Linked DNA regions of Mus musculus: regions 1 and 3 are each linked to region 2. A link is a contact called in public Hi-C and Micro-C data. All regions are on one chromosome and are shown on one strand. The core of a region is the stretch at or near the end of the contact, and the rest is flanking DNA. Distances in the headings are between cores, read along the strand shown. Region 1 holds the start of Glrx5 (glutaredoxin 5). Region 2 holds the start of Gpr65 (G-protein coupled receptor 65). Region 3 holds the start of Cep128 (centrosomal protein 128).

The links. A called contact is a pair of places that touch in the nucleus more often than the background predicts.
Region 1: a contact with region 2 is called in a Micro-C map of the G1E-ER4 cell line, with 6 times the contacts expected there. The contact joins the promoter of Glrx5 here to the promoter of Gpr65 in region 2. A contact is called at or near these places in 2 of 484 Hi-C or Micro-C datasets (B cells and the G1E-ER4 cell line).
Region 3: a contact with region 2 is called in a Hi-C map of B cells, with 5 read pairs. The contact joins the promoter of Cep128 here to the promoter of Gpr65 in region 2. A contact is called at or near these places in 1 of 39 promoter capture datasets (pre-B cells) and 2 of 484 Hi-C or Micro-C datasets (B cells and LSK cells).

The regions. Positions count from the first base shown.
Region 1 is chr12:105,030,880-105,034,034 of GRCm38.p6, reverse strand. Glrx5 (glutaredoxin 5) reads right to left here and starts at 1,417. Exons shown (of 2, transcript NM_028419.3): 1 at 1,053-1,417. The coding sequence starts at 1,335. Snhg10 (small nucleolar RNA host gene 10) reads left to right here and starts at 1,756. Exons shown (of 2, transcript NR_003145.3): 1 at 1,756-2,075. It overlaps Gm46374 (a long non-coding RNA gene), which reads left to right. Exons shown (of 3, transcript XR_003950254.1): 2 at 1-176; 3 at 343-1,057. It overlaps Mir3069 (microRNA 3069), which reads left to right and starts at 2,894; the gene lies at 2,894-2,958. It also overlaps Scarna13.
Region 2 is chr12:98,266,458-98,269,903 of GRCm38.p6, reverse strand. It overlaps Gpr65 (G-protein coupled receptor 65), which reads right to left and starts at 1,269. Exons shown (of 2, transcript NM_008152.3): 1 at 1,190-1,269.
Region 3 is chr12:91,382,858-91,386,302 of GRCm38.p6, reverse strand. Cep128 (centrosomal protein 128) reads left to right here and starts at 1,894. Exons shown (of 26, transcript NM_181815.3): 1 at 1,894-2,069.

The sequences.
Region 1 (3,155 bases), core at 168-2,667, 6.8 Mb before region 2:
CTGCAGACCCACCACAGATGATTCCAAGCCAAACCTGCTCTCCACGGCCCCAGCCTCATCAAGAAGAATGACCATACGACGAACAACTATAATCAGTAATTGCAAATGTTGCATACTCCATTCTAACACAGACAAGTCTCCTCTCAGCACAGTGACCAACCCAGAGCACTAAATCAGTAAGATGGGGGGGGGGGGGCTACTTGAATACAGGGTTCCCCGGATTCCACTGAAGGAGGAGCAGGGTGCGGGGAGGGGGCAGCTTTCCCATTACCCGGCCCACCTTGACCGATTCTTGCCAAGAATCAGAACCAAATCCCTGGCCTTTCTCTTCCTCGCTCACAGCAAGCACAAGACGGAGAGAAAGGCGCCTGCCTGGTACTGTGTATAAAGGATTCCAACTAGACGTCAGGACGCAGTCGCTTTGCCTTGGGGCCAGTAAAAAGCTGTTCTGCTCTCTGCCCTTTGGGCCCAACCTGGCCGCAGTTTGCTAATCTGGTCGGGGGTCAGAAGTTTTCTTAGTGGCTTCCTCTTTCCGCTGAGCCTCTACCATGTCTTAGTCTCCACACACTGTTCTTTGATGCTACAGTATCTAAAAAACAAACTTCGTGTCTTTCCCAACGTGAGTCCGGCTAGACTATGGTGAAACCTTCTCTCCAGCAAGAAGACAGTCCCTGACCCTCGGGGCCTTAAACATTATTAGTCAGCCTCTGACCTCGTTAGGCACACACAGGCAAGCCTGAAACCTCTTCCCTACATACGTAGTAGCATCAGTCCCTCACCTAGCAAGTACGCTGCTGGCTTCCAAGCCCTCAAATTGTCCCCAAGGGTATTCGCAGTGAGTCCCCCTCTCAGCCAGCCACTCCCCAGTCGACCTGCTCAGAGGGGATCATGATGCCGACTACCCCCTCTCCTATGCAGTCAGAAACATCTCGCCCCGAGGTGGGCCGAGGCGAACCCTCCGCCCATGTGGCTACACAACCAGGGAAGGCCCTTGCTCCTCGGGATCTGCTCAAGTTCACCGCGCCCTCGCAATCGGATCCCACGGGCCTGACCTTGCCTCAGCTCCGGGTCGTCCAGCACGTTGTAGGCCGCATAGTCGCGAACACCGTGCAGCCGCAGAATCTGCACCACGGCGTTGCTGAAGCCGCACTGGGGCTGCTCGGGCGTCCCCTTGAGGAACACCACCACCTTGTCCTTCTTCACCAGCGCGTCCAGCTGCTCCGCCTGGCCGCCCGAGCTCGCCGCCCGCACGCCGGCTCCGGGCAGGCCACCGCCACCAGCGCTTCGCCCCCAGCGCAGCAGAGCCGCCGCCGCCCGGCTCAGGGACGCGCTCATGCCCGCTCGCTGTCCACCGCCTCTGCGGCCACTCCAGGGCTTACAGAGCCCGTGGTGTCCGGCCGGCCCACCAGAGGCTCTCATTGGACAAGCTCTGGGATGAGTCTCGTGATTGGACAATACTGGCTCAATTCCACCAATCACATCGCTTACACCGTAGGGTGGGCCTTCCCTGGGAGCCGCGTCCTACAGGCTTGCTAGTGAGCGAGGACGACCGCTTTGCGTGTTGATTGGACAAATCGGACGTCCGTCGGTGAAGGGCATGAAGAGGCGTGACTAGAGGAAGCCGGCTTTCCTCGTGCGGGCGTTCGAGGCCTGGCCGGATACGCCAAGATGATAGGGCAGGCGCGAGGCGGGGCTTCTGCCGCCCGCGGCACGCCGGGAAGGAGTCACGTCCAGACGCAGCTTCCGGTTCCTTTTGCGGTGATTGCTACGGTAACGCGGCCGGTAGTCCTGCGATGGCGTGCACCAGAGAGGAGGTGGCCTTCCATGCCTCACCGGCTGAGGCCAGCCGCGAACCTGGCGTGTCCTGGTCTGCCCGGGGCTCCAGCCTCCGACCCGCCATGCACATGGACATCCAAGCCGTGTCCTGCGGCCTCCCGTGGGATTCTTCCTCCAGAATGAGGTTTTTTTTTTTTTTAGCATAAAACTATAAGTATTGTGTATGTATGATCTGCGTGCATGCATCTTCAGAAGACGACTTTTATAAAGGGTCCGGGGATGGAACTCTAGCTTGCAGGGTAAGTCCCTTGGCACGCTGAGCCCTCTCCCTGGCCTCTAGAATGATGCTCTTCTCGTAGAAACGTGTAAAGTGCTCTAGCCGTGGGACGGCTGGCTTTGGGGTCTCGGTGACTACTGGGGTCGGGAAGGATTGAAAGAACAAGGGAATTGGTGGGTTGCCGGGCCCTGTGGCCATTGTCTGCAACGTTGCCTTGCCTCTTAAGAGGCTGAGGCAGGAGGATCAGTTGAACTCAGGAGTTCTAAATAAGCCCGAGTCAGCCCGGGCCGTACAGCAGGACCCTTTTTAAGAGGGAAAACGGAGGGTGAGGATGTAGCTCAGTAGGAAGTCGTTTTCCTAGTGTAAGCGACGTCCAGAGTTCCACCCCGTCACATGCACACAGACAGTAATAAAAGAGAGTATTCTCTTAGTGAATTCCGGTGTAGATGATGATGGCCCCAGGGTAGAGTGCTTGCTTGCACATCTGCTGGGGATGGTGCAGAAGAGTGGGCAGGCGCGTCGTTTTTTTACATGGACTTCCCCCTAGAACAGAGCCCCGGGTGTGGTCAGTTCTCCCGCCGGTAGTACGCAGATCCAGATCCTGGCCAGCAGGCCTCCGCAGCCCACTATCTAATCTGCAGTCTTGGCCCTGCGCTGGGTTAGCGGTACCCTAGAGCACACCAGACTTGCAGAGAAAGCAGACAACAGAGGAAGCTGAGGCATGCCTGCTCGAGAGGCAGCAGGCCCATGTGCAATTTTCCTCTGATAGGGCCTGGGTACTGTTGCCACGGTGATAATGGCTGTGCCGTGTCATTGTCGATCCACCAACAGTCAGAGAAGCTTGGCAGTCAAGATATTGTTTAGCAGACGGAGCGGTTTCTGTTGGACACTAAGTACTGCCACAAAACCTCGAGCGACTAAGCGTGTTGCCGGAGGTGGTCTGTTTGCACCCGGGGAGTGAATGTAAAAAATCAGAGTTCACACAGAGTGAGCCATGGGATGTGCTAAGCTGTGGCTCAGAGGGAAACCGGAGCCACTCGCTCTGAAGACAGATGGGAACCAACCGCCTGGCGGGTTCCTTGTCATTGTATTGATTCCTGGT
Region 2 (3,446 bases), core at 20-2,519:
CAGCCAGCCACCAACCAGCCAGGGGAGCTTGATGAAGCAGATAGCATCGTGTCTGTTGAGTAACAGGGGCAGCAGTATGTGCTTGTGGTTGCTTTTGGAAAGGTTCTCAAAGTTCTTAGGGGGGCGGGAGGGGGGGAAGAATCTGTGGTTTTTCTAAGTTTGTTTCCTCTCCTGTAAGTTAGTGCTCAGGCCATGGGGTTGCTGTGAGAATTAAATGAGATGCCCTGTGGGGCCAAGAGGGGAGCACAGGCAAAGCCTTCACCATATGTTAGCGTCTGCAGTGTACTGCTTTTCCTTCCGCTGCCCCACAGATTTCCTAAAAGGAAGTCATCCTTGACTGTCCGGCAAGCACATCACAGGCTAGCCTAGGGATCTTGTACCTGTGATGCCAAGCCAGCATTGCAGATAGCTCTAGTTAAGTCAATGAAAAATGCATCTAAAAAAAGGATATACAGAACATATTATTCCCGTATCTTTCCAAATATTATTTAGGATGCTTTAGTGAAATTTTGAGAATTTTTGCCACCCTCCCTCAAAATACAAATGATCTAAGTTTCAATTTTACGAAGCGCGAAAAAGACAATCTATGGTGTAGCTCTAAAAGTAATATGAATAATTGATGACGATAGCTAAAAGCAAATTGCTTGCATACAGCATTACAGAAACACTTTCACCTAAAGCATGCTTGCTGCCTATCAGGTCTCCACATGTCTCCGGTACTATGACAGTTATTTGTTAACAATTAGTTACAACGGATGCTTAATGATGCTGGAAACACAATTTTCTAACCTCACATGATTTCCGATGAATGTAAAAGCTATTCCTAGACTCGTGCACTGGTGGGGAGATAATAGCAGGTAGCTTTCCTGTCCAGGATGGTAGAGATTCTTTCTAAACCATCAGTTTGCCAACACACTGCATCCCGAGGAGAGCGCTGAGCACACATGGTCCCCTTTGTTATACCTATATCATCACCTAACCAGTTCTAAGTTTGAGTTCTGACATCCCCATACCACTGCTCAAAGTAGAAGAAACCATGTGTCTTCCTCATTTGCATCTCTCTCACAAAACTTGATCTTGTTACACTCACAAAGCCCAAACCAGAGGAAATGTTACATTGTTGATCATTATGCTAAAAAGTATACTATCTACTTTGAAATCTTGTTCTAGGTTTTAATCTCATACTCACCCCTGTTTCTGGAGGGATGCTTCTCTTGACTGAGGAGGCTGGCAAATCTGCTTGTATCAAGAAGAGAAACCAGCAGTGTTGTGGGGACAGGAAATTGCGCTCGTATTTTGTCATAAGCCAATGAGGAAGCAGCCTTTTAATGAGAAGGCTTACTTTGTCTGAGTTCAAGGATCCTTCTGTACTTTTAAGCGATGTTTGGGTCATTTACTGTCATGTGATTTTCATAACCCATTCTTTTTGTATCTTAATTATAAATGAATACTTATATGTATGCCTATTTCATGCATATGTATGTGTCTGATGTATGCACACATGTGTATGCAGCTGTGTCACCAGTATGCACTCTTTTGGAAACCAGGAACCTGTCCTGTTTGCCTTTCTCTGCCTTATGCCTCTGCACAGGGCCTCTTACTGATCCTGGAACTGGACTGGTGGCTAGCAAGCTCCAGTGATCTTCCTGTCTCAGCTTGTCCACTGTGTTGGGGCTCTCAGCATCCGCATTAGTTATGCATAGCTTTTAACTTGAGCACTAGGATCTCAGCCCAGGTCCTCATACTGTGCAGCAAGCACTCTTCCCCAGATTTTCATCTCTACACCCTCTGAATTTGATGCTGTTCTTAACATTGCAACCATTCAATCCTTTACATCATCTTCATCCTGTTCCTGCATCTGCCGTTAGATTGACTGTGCAGGCATCTACACAGGTCCTGACTATTCCGTGGAAATGAGCATAGCCCCATGTAAGAGAGGGCTATATTCGCTGACACCCTGGATGCCCCAGAAGCAGAGGTAGACGGTTCTAGATGCTCATGAATGAGACAGGATGAGTAATCTGGGTGTGAGGATGGAGAGGCTACTGTGGACCACTGTGGGGTGAGCTGGTTCATGAAGAATAAAGCAGAAGAGGCAGAATGGGATTGGTGATTACTGTGGTTTAACAGCAAAACTAGGCGGGGATGTGAGTAGGTCAAGAGAGCCAACTTTGGGAGAACTTTTTTCTGTTCTTCTGGGGAACTAATACGATTGGATGTATAGTATTTGATTACAGAATCACTTTCTCTTCTAGTAATCCTCTGGGAATAGAAAACAGTGATTCCTAAAAGCAGCTGATGGGACTGGACCAGACAAATAGATAATCATGCAATGTGAAAATGTGTTTATGAGTGCTATAGATTATTATTTTAAAACGCTAATGCAGTACTTTAACAAAGTAAAACTATAAGTAGTTAAATCAAAGTGAAATTAGTTTCTAGAACATCCCACTTTTGAGAAAAGTTAGACATAATTTTTAAACTGTATTCCAATAAACTTTGATTAGAAATTAAGGCTAGGATATTATTTTATAAGTACGAAATCAATTGAGAGTGGAAAATTCTAACTTAATTTTAGGCTCTACTCAGGATATGCCAAGTCTGTGTTTGTAGATGGAAAAAAAAAGTGCTCTTATGATATACTTGAGACATTTCTTCCCGCAGTTAACTGTGGTATAGAAGAGGAATGTAAAGGCTTTTGAAAATTCCTTAGTATATCTTTATGAATCATAAAAATATGCCGGCTGTGGTGGCACACATCTTTAATCCCAGCATCTGGGAGGCAGGGGCAGATGGATCTCTGAGTTCAAGGCTAGCCTGGTCTATCCAGTGAGTTCCAGGATAGATAGAGTACACTCTGGCTCAAAAACAAGCAAGCAAGCAAGCAAGCAAGCAAGCAAAGAAACAAACAAACAAGCAGTAACGAAAAAAAAGAATGATAAAAATAATGAATTTGTGAAGTATTCAAGAATTTGTAAATAACAAGTAGTAACTGAAAATCTCAGGATATATTGTCATTGGGATGATGGAAAATTAAGGTAAAATGTACAAACAATAATGACCTGAGGCGTTAGGGCTTGGGGGTGGGGGGTCCGCTTAATACAGGGTTTCCCTTGCAACCATGGAGATTCGAGTTCGAGCTTCAGGAGCAAGGTCCAAACAGTCACGTGTGGTGGCATATGATCATGATCCTAGGCCTGGGAAGGCAGAGGCAGGCAAACTCTGGGTTAAAGAAAGACTTGTCTTTAGTTTAGAAGAAAGAACAAAAGAGAATGGTGAAGCCTGAGGAACAAGTCCCAAGGTGGCCCTCAGGCTGGCACACACATCTGCACACATCACTCACATACATACATACAGAAACAAGGGAATTAAAAATTTGCCAAAATGAAAATAATAATTTCTGTCTGCTCATGACGACAATCCCCATGTCTCTTTTTTGCTTGGTT
Region 3 (3,445 bases), core at 645-3,144, 6.9 Mb after region 2:
AAAGGAGACCCATTCTATGATCTGACTTTACTACTTTTAATCCCCATACCATGCCACATCTGTTAATAAAGGCAGTTGATGTTAGGTATTAATTTAATCATGCATATACAAATTTCTAATCACAATTAACTCAAATCTTGTTTCTGTGGTCCCACCTGTGTCTTCAGAGGTTTTTTTTTTTTTTCTTTGTTTGTCCAATATCACTTTAAAACGGAGTCAATAGAACTGAACACACACAGCTGGACAACAATATTATTAACAATTAATTTTTACTAATGTAATGCACTCACGTATAACCAAAGTTATTCTAGCATTTGGGTAATACATTTTTGGCAGTTGATCAGATATACTTTCCTAAGGAAGGGTTTCTCTTGTGTTTCTACATAGATCCTGTGGCAGTGGTCTCCCCTCCACCACTGTCATGAATTGCTTCCATTCATCTCCTTCCATTGGCTCTAAGCAACTGAAGCAAAACAATGGTACTTTTAAATCTCTTCATTACCCCTGTGTCTTCTCTCTAGAAGACAGAATCCTAAGATGATTCAATATTCATATTTGCTAAACTGAATAAAATTATCTTGTGAAACTTAGCTATTAACGAACAGAGCCATTATGCCTCTGCAGGCATTGCTGGTATGGTTGTTCTGAATTAAGTTGCTCTCTGTGTCAGCTGTAGTGTCTTGGAGAGGCACAATTGTGGATGCAATTACTTAGGTAAATCTTTAGAAAAATTTATGCTTAAACTTGATAGGAAAAGCCTTTAAGTGAGCAGGGTGGGGACTTTGGGGGGAAGGAGATATTTTAAAAGGTCAGATCCATTTGTTTCAATCCCTAAGTGGGAAGATTAAGTGGGTAATTCATGATTCTAACATAAAATGTCCACAATAGAAAACCTAGATTATACAATGATCAGCAGTTCTCAACCTGTGCGTCACCATCAGAAAACATATATTTCCAATGGTGTTAGGAATCCCCAACCATCAATTTATTTTCATTGCCACTTCAAAACTGTAATTTTGCTATGGAGTGGTTTCTCAATTCCTATGACCATCAGAAATATGTGTTTTCTGAAGGTCGCTACTCACAGGTTAAGAAGCATTGATAACTGTTTTTTAGGCTTCAGGAAAACCTTCATAGATCAGATAAAATTTAATTCTAGCTTTGGGGAGGATCGAGTCTCTCTCTCTCTCTCTCTCTCTCTCTCTCTCTCTCTTTGACAGAGTAGAAGGAAAAGAAAGGTGCCTAATTATTTTTCACTTCTTAGTTTTTCTCAAAGCTCTCCTTCCTTAAGGTTTTAATTCTCTCATTATAGCTGAAACTGACTCCCCCCCCCACCCCCCCGAGCAGAAAACACTTCTTTCATTTTCTTGTGAGGACATAACAAGCTAGTAAGGAACATACTACCTCATATTGCATTTGTAGTTTGCCAGGGAGGAGAGGTGAGATCTTAGTCACTCCAGGCAGAGAGTGTTTCACTTGATAAACTTGTTTACTCCCCTCCAAGCCTTAAGCCATTAGAATAGGACGTTAAAGCGATTTTAAAATCTCACTGTTGGCTTTTATCCTTTGATGTGTCCTAATAAGTAAAATTACACTCAGTGTCGCGAGACATTTGAATTCACTTTCGAGCAGGAGTTTGCGGCTTCACAGGCTACTGGCCCTTAAAAAAAACAAAATTAGTGCGGGAAAAGAAGGCAGGGCTCCAGGTCTGTAAAGACCGCTTAGCCAGTTTCTTCCGGGAAAGGCAAGTAGAGGCCCTGCTCAGAGCATGCTGGGACTTGCAGTTTATCTCCTGTCATTTCCTGTTATTTCTTGCTACATCTCCCTGCTCTGGAGTGTGGGATGGACTACAGCTCCCAGAGGGCCAGGCGGCGGCGGCGCGTCTTGTGCTCTAGCGGTGCCTGGGCGGCTAGTTCAAGTTGCCATAGCTGCAAGTCCCGGGTGAGCGGAGTCGGTTGCGAGGCAGCGTTGGGTCAGTTGCACCTTCGGGGTCGCTGGTAGCCGCGGGAGCCGGGTGGGGCCTCGGTGATGATCCGGCGTTAAGAACTTGGAGTCACCTTGGGTCTAAGGTACCTGCCCTTCTCTGTTCTCTTGTCCTTTCTCTCATTTCCCCCTGCAGAGACATTTGCGTCCCACTTCCCCTTGTCCTAGGGTGGAGACACAAGATCTGCACGGGTACGCGGGGTGGACCGGGAGTGTGGGTGCAGTGTTTGGTGACGTGGGGGTCATGGCGTGTTTGCATCCCTCAGCAGCTCGTCCACGGTCAGGTCCTGGCCACCTCACTCAACGCGCCTTGTCCTGGCTTTGGAGCAGCTTGCCCAGGGCTCCCTCCTAGGCGCTTCAAGCTGTCTGACATTGGTTTTGACTGCCCCAGGGGTATAATTGGTGCATATCTCTGTCCTTTCGTCACTCGATTTTCCTCTGCTAAGTAAGGAGATGCCCGGGGTCATAGTGGTTAGTCGCCCCCTTTTGGAATTAATTAATAAAAATACCAAACTTTGAATCCCAGCTGCCAGTCAGGGTTGGTTTAAGGGAGTGGGTCTGTTAGGCAAAGCTCGATGTTGTAGCGTCCTTGTTAGGATTATGCAAAGCATTTGGCACAGTGCCTAGCACCTAGCAAATTCTCGTTACTTCTTCCTAAAACTTCCTGCGTCTAACAGAAATAGCATACGAACCGTTCAAGTGGTTTTTAGTTTTATAGTACCTGTATTACAATAAAAGTAAAAGGAAACTTCTGAGACTAATCTTAATTTATTTGGCCCAGGGCATAAAATGTACTGAAGTATATTTTACTTCACGTAAATATACAAGTAGCAAATATGAAACTTTTGTGTTGTTTGTTTGTTTGCTTATTTATTTATTTATTTATTTATAGATAGGGTTCCACTGTGTGGCACTGGTTGACCTGGAACTCACAGTGTAGCCCAGACAGGTCTAGACATTGCAGAGATCTACCTGCCTCATCCTCCACGTGCAGAGAGCAGAGGCTTCTGGTACTACCAGGGCCTTATGTTTTTTGATAATGGTATAGGATGTTCAGAATCTGGCATATACTGATATTTCATATTCATAGTGTGTATCAATTTGAGCTGGCCAGGTTTCTATTGTCATAGCCATATAACTGCTGCACTGGACAGGCAAGAGAGAAGATGAACTTTGACAGCTGTAGCTTGGTATAGGGCAGTGGTTCTCAACCTGCCAGTCGCGTCAGCATGGGGAATCACATGACCCTTTCACAGGGGTCACCTTAGACCATTGCAAAGCACAGGTATTGAAATTATAATTCATGACTGGAGCAAAACCACAGGTATGAAGTAGCAACACAGATAATTTTATGGTTGGAGGACCAACCCATGACATGAGGAACTGTATTGAAGGGTCGTGGCATTAGGAAGGCTGAGAACCACTAACGTAGAGAAATTTCATCGTGCCTAGGGCTCGTCAT